Regions from separate parts of the Sus scrofa genome. Here region 2 is linked to region 1. Evidence: chromatin contacts called from public HiChIP or PLAC-seq data. All regions are on one chromosome and are shown on one strand. The core of a region is the stretch at or near the end of the contact, and the rest is flanking DNA. Distances in the headings are between cores, read along the strand shown. Region 1 has its middle 76 kb from the start of RBFOX2. Region 2 has its middle 97 kb from the start of RBFOX2.

What was found. HiChIP or PLAC-seq counts read pairs in DNA pulled down with a chosen protein or histone mark.
Region 2: a contact with region 1 is called in an H3K27ac HiChIP or PLAC-seq map of skeletal muscle. The contact joins two enhancer-like sites. A contact is called at or near these places in 4 of 47 Hi-C or Micro-C datasets (embryonic fibroblasts, epiblast stem cells and skeletal muscle) and 1 of 2 datasets of contacts at active chromatin or transcription factors (skeletal muscle).

The regions. Positions count from the first base shown.
Region 1 is chr5:11,732,270-11,734,969 of Sscrofa11.1, reverse strand. It overlaps a transcript of RBFOX2 not described here. Among named protein-coding and RNA genes, the nearest start is that of RBFOX2, 76 kb to the left of the region's middle. Within about 2 kb of position 1,444, at least 17 of the 83 cell types and tissues checked have an H3K27ac peak or open chromatin away from gene starts, as enhancers often do. A contact at or near this core is called in skeletal muscle, where this site is marked.
Region 2 is chr5:11,904,966-11,907,665 of Sscrofa11.1, reverse strand. It overlaps a transcript of RBFOX2 not described here. Among named protein-coding and RNA genes, the nearest start is that of RBFOX2, 97 kb to the right of the region's middle. Within about 2 kb of position 1,360, at least 34 of the 83 cell types and tissues checked have an H3K27ac peak or open chromatin away from gene starts, as enhancers often do. A contact at or near this core is called in skeletal muscle, where this site is marked.

The sequences.
Region 1 (2,700 bases), core at 195-2,694:
CAACAGTATGAGCGGTTCTGCCCCTTGCCCAGCCCGTCACAACACGAGAATATGCCAAAGATGGCTTTCTACCTGCTGAGCAGGGGAGAGTGACGGACACAACCTCCCATGCGGAGCACACAGGGCTGAGAGAGGATGTGACTCAGAAGCGACAGCGAAGTGATGAGGAGGAGGGGACAGTTCTGGGGGGGGGGTCTCAGCAGGGAACTTCCACGCAGCTTGTGTTCCACTGTGCAGGGAGGCGCTGCTTTTAGTCCTGGTCCCAGCAGTTTGGGTCACACTGCATGGCTGGGTCAGGGTCCTGGCACAGGCGTGCTGGGAGGCGAGGCCCCATCAGGCCAAAGTCAGCCCGTGCACAGAGCCACAGCCACACGCAAACCTTTCCAGGCAGGCACCACAGGGCGACCGTTTGTTGGGCGGGAGCAGCAGCATACAGATTTCCTGGCAAGCAGACCCGGGGCTCTCAGGAATCACAACCATGTAATCAAAAGCACGTACGCCCCTCGGACACGGCGCCCTGGGGAAGGCCCAAGGAGCTGGGTTCTTTCCCTTGGTGGCACCCAAACTCATCCACCGGTGCTCTCGCTCTTTCTCGCTTCTAGATTTTCCCCATCACAGCCCCCACCCGTCAAAGCCTCACATACACCTTAAAGCCCACGCTGCTGATGGCGTGGAGCGAGCCTAAGCCGCCCTCTAATCATGAGTGCATCCACCAGGTCACAGTGTCACACTAAGGAAAAGCACTGAACTGAGAGTAAGGGCTTGGTGTCACACACGCAGCTCTGCCACTGGCAAGAGCTCCACGAATATAAGCCTTGGGTAAGTCACCTCACCTCTCTGGACTCAGTTTCCCCACCTGCAGCACAAGGGCACCGTGACGAAATCCAGCTCTGACACCTGATTTACGACCTGAGGGCCACACCTCCTCTGATGCCTACCCTGGTTCTTGTTCCCGCGTTAGGGGAGACGTGCCACAGAAGAGCCAGGGGATTAGGACAAGTGATAACAAGCCACTCTCTGAACTATCCTGAAAGTTCAGACACAGTGGAAAGCCAGCCACACGCTGAAAGGTGCTGCAACTAACAGCCCTAACCCTGACCATTCATTTCATGAAGGTCAGGACTCTCTGTTCCTTGGCAGGTAAACCAGGAAAGAAAGCAAGAGAAAGCAACGGGACCACAGTAAAGCTACCTGGAGCCCGGAAGGGCACATGGCTAGCTAAAAGGGCCCTCTGAACACTACGCTGAGAAGGACGGACAGGGGACCTTAGGGTAAGCACTCATTCCAAAAATATGGGAATGACGGTTGCTATTTCTGGCCAATGGATCAGGACCTGAAAGATGGGTGTCATCTCCACTGAACAAATCGGACAGTCAGGAATAATCTTGCAGCTGCCAGCACTCAACAAACTGGCAGCTCTTTAGCGAGGACTCTCTGGGGACACAGAGCTGCAGTAACCAAGGGAAATGTATCCAGATTAGATCAGCAAAGGCCTCTCCATTTCCACACGAGGTATTGTAGGGGCAATGACACTGGCCAACACACAAGATGTGCACAATGAGCTCCCTGAATGCTGCACACGTCCAGGTCACAAGAGCTGCCACTGGGCTACAAATGGCTCATGAAGCCACAGATGCCAAGTGTCCTATTTACCTTTGCCTTTGGTTACAAGTCCTCAAGAGGGATGATGGGTTTGCTTCTCACAGCAGGGCCTATTCCGTCCACTTTAAATTGGGAAGGATTCTTACTTGTCTCATTCCCTTTAGCTTTCTCTTCCCTTCCTCTTCTCTTTTCCTTTCTCTTATTTATAAAAGTAAAAATATGATGTGTCCATACAACAGAATATTATTTAGCAACAAAAAAGAATAAAGTCCTGATAAATGCTACAACATGAAGGGGCCCTGAAGACATTCTGCTCAGCAAAAGAGGACAGAAACAACACCCTGCACATTATATTGAGTCTATTTATATGAAATATCCAGAACAGGAAGAATCTATAGAGAGAGAAAGTAGACCATGGTTGCCTAGAGTTTGGGGGGCCGAGGAGGACAGAGGAATCAGAAAATGATGACCAAGAGGTACATGGCGTCTTTTTGGCATGACAAAGACTCCAAGAACATACTAAAAAAGCCACCGAGTTGTGTGTTTTCAATGAGTGAATTGTAGAATACCAAATTATCTCTCAGGAGTTCCCATCGTGGCTCAGTGGTCAACGAATCCAACTAGGAACCATGAGGTTGTAGGTTTGATCCCTGGCCTTGCTCAGCGGGTTAAGGATCCGGCATTGCCGTGAGCTGTGGTGTAGATTGCAGACTTGGCACAGATCTGGCGTTGCAGTGGCTGTGATGTAGGCCGGTGGCTACAACTCTGATTAGACCCCTAGCCTGGGAACCTCCATATGCCGCAGGTGCGGCCCCAGAAAAGACAAAAAGACAAAAAAAACACAAAATTTCTATCTCAATAAATCTGTTAAAAGAGGCCTCGAAGGAATTACAACCTCCTTTAGGAAGCGACATTTAATGAGGGAGAGCTGACTCTCCTGACCCTCCCCTGCCCTTGCTCCTTCCTATCCACCTCCTGTTCCCCTTTCCCAAGATAGCTGGGCTGCTGGGCTGGGTGGTAGCTTTGCTGAATCTTAGAGTCTATTCCTGCTCCATTATGACTTTACTGTCCTTCCTTCCACAGCTGGTTTCCCAGTGT
Region 2 (2,700 bases), core at 111-2,610, 170 kb before region 1:
ACCAGAGAACTCCAGGGGTGCTGTTAGAATCCGGCGCTGGGCTCAGGAGAACCAGCCAATGCAAGAGCAAAAGGTGACCAAGAATCTGCACACGCCCAAGGCAAAGGGGGTGGGGCACCTTCTTTTGAGCAAGATTTTTCCCCCCATTTTCTTTCTTTATCCTTTAGTGTTTTAACATGGTTATTGTTAACTCTTGCCCCACTTTACCGATCGAGGGAAATGAAGAGTTGGATAGAAAGATGATGCCAACATATTGAATGTTAGGAGCCTGGGATGGCAGCTGGGCAGGCCTAGACTTTGCAGAGCTTTATGGACTCTGCCTTTAGTCTCAAGGCAGAATTGGCCTTTTCAGGGGACTGGAGGGAGCGAGTTCTACCTGGGGAACCCTTCTGAGGGAAGAGGTGGAGGAAGAAGACCCTATAAAAGGGGCTGGGGGGGCAGCTAGAGAGAGGACCAAATGCCAGCTCTCGGGTTTCTGCCTGGGAAGCCCTAGTAATACCAGCGCTCTGAAGGGAAGGGCACCACGGATGCTGGCACCCCAGTTCTGCCGCTGCCCACCCCTGTGAAAGGGCATCGCCTCTCTCCTCGGCTCCCTGCTCTTTCACGTGCAATAACACTGCTGGGTCTGGAATTCCATCGCTGCTTTTGCAGCTGTTGACTGCAGCTATTGCTGTTTCATGGACTCTGGGTCAGGGGCAAAGTCAGAGGAATTTATCACCCCGTCCATCACAGCGTGAGCATCAATCAATATGTGGGTGGAGGCGGGGGGAGGGGGGGACTGTGGATACCGAGGAATGGGTGCGGCACCCCGCATTCTGCGGCTGAGGGGCCCTGAGCCAGGCGCAGCCATGCTTCCAGAGCAGGTGGAATCTTTGTCCCAGGACACACCCCTCTTTCCTCAAGATTACGCGCTGTAAACACCACCCCCAGAAAAGTCCTGGGAAAGCGCAGTCTGGGCTTGGCTTGCCTGGTGCAGCCAGCAGGAAGCCTGGGCGCCGGGGACCCGCAAGAGGCCTCCCAGCACCTGCCACGGGGTTGCCAGGAAGATGAAGAGGGTGGGAGAGCACGGGGAGGGGCGCTCGGCATCCCCTGCATCACCAGGGGTGGCCATTCGGGGAGGGCGGGTATCACCCTGCATTATTTATGCTTGTACGTTGCAGACACTGGAGTGAACAAAACAAAGCAGCCGGCCTCCAGGCGCTTCCGATCTGGTGCAAGGAGACCCGTGGGGGATAAACTATCGGGGAGCGCGGTCCGCAGGACCTCAGAGCCCGAATAAGGACGGGGACCACTCCTTGCACAGGGCCGGACAGGATCCAGTTACTACTGCAGCGGGTGTGGAGAGCAGACCAGGCGGGGCTGCTGCGGCGGAAGGGACCAGGCCAGACCCGCCAGCTTTGGAGCGGGCAGCAGCGGAGGGACTCGCTCCCCTGGGCCTGTCGCCATCTGCGTCCCTTGGGAAGGTCCGGCGCCCGGGGAAGCGCCATCCGCTGTCACAGGGGGCAGCTTCAGGGGCCTGGAGGGAGAGGCCGGGCGGCCTCGGGGCGAAGAGCCGGGAACTGGCTGCTGAAACGCATTCCAGAAGTGTGTCACGAAGGGGAGGGCTGGGATCGTGCGAAATGATTTGCAGGTTTCGACGCCACAGGGACTAGAAGAAGGAGAACGCTCGCCTCCAGGAGGGAGGGACGTAGGGGCCAAGCTCCCGAGAAGGTGGGAAGGACGGCGGGTGCGCAGGTGTGGGGTCAGCTCCCGACGGAAGCCGCCTCTCCCGGCCGAACGGGAAGGACGGGGAGGGACGGGAGTGGGTTCCAGCAGGGGTCTAGGTCTGGTAGCAGAAGGGGGATGGGGACGGTCCACCCCTCCGCCCGGAACTAGGAAGAGAGGTGACTGCGTGCATTTGGGAGTCGGAGATTCAGGGGGAATTTCAGAGATTTGGGAATTACTGGCAGGGAAACGAACGCAGGAGGGGGTGGCTGAAGAAGCCCAAAGGCCCAGGAGCCTCGGTGGCAGTGGGAGCCGGGGCAGAGGTGACAGGGAGAGCGCCCCCTGGGGAGCGTGGCGGCGCGCCCGCCAGGAGCGGATGCAGGGGAAGCGGAGCTGCAGGTTTGAGAGGCAGCAGCGGGGAAGCAGCCCCTGCCAGGGCCGGAGCTCCCGGGCTGGAGGAGCCAAAGGGCGGGCGCCGAGGCCCCGGCCTTGGGCTGCGTTTCCCACCCCCTCACCTCTTCGGGGGAGCGGTGCCTTCGCCGCCTTTTTTCCATCTTACAAGTCAAATCCAAGTTCCATCTTTGAGCTGCAGGAGGAGGCAACGTCTCGTAGCACCAACACAAGCAGGCCAGAGAATGGTGTTTCTCTCTTTTATTTAAAAACAGTGCTTCATTACCATTTGCAAAGGCAGAGGCGGTGCTCCTCCTTCGCTTAGAGTTTATAAAAGCCAGCAACATGATCAATAATTTATACACATGGATAGTAATACAAAAAAATAAGGAATAAAAGCTAAAGCTCTAACTACTCCGACCTTCACAATTCCAGCTACTTGATAATAATAGGAATAACCCAATGAATACTGTATGGTCTGAAAGCTACTATACAATATGATTCTTAACAAGAAGGGGAGGGGAGTAGAGACTGTCACAAAGCCCTGGGTGCTTCTCTGGAGGCTGCAGGGAAACAGGACCCTGGGCAAGCAGCTCGGGTGTCCTA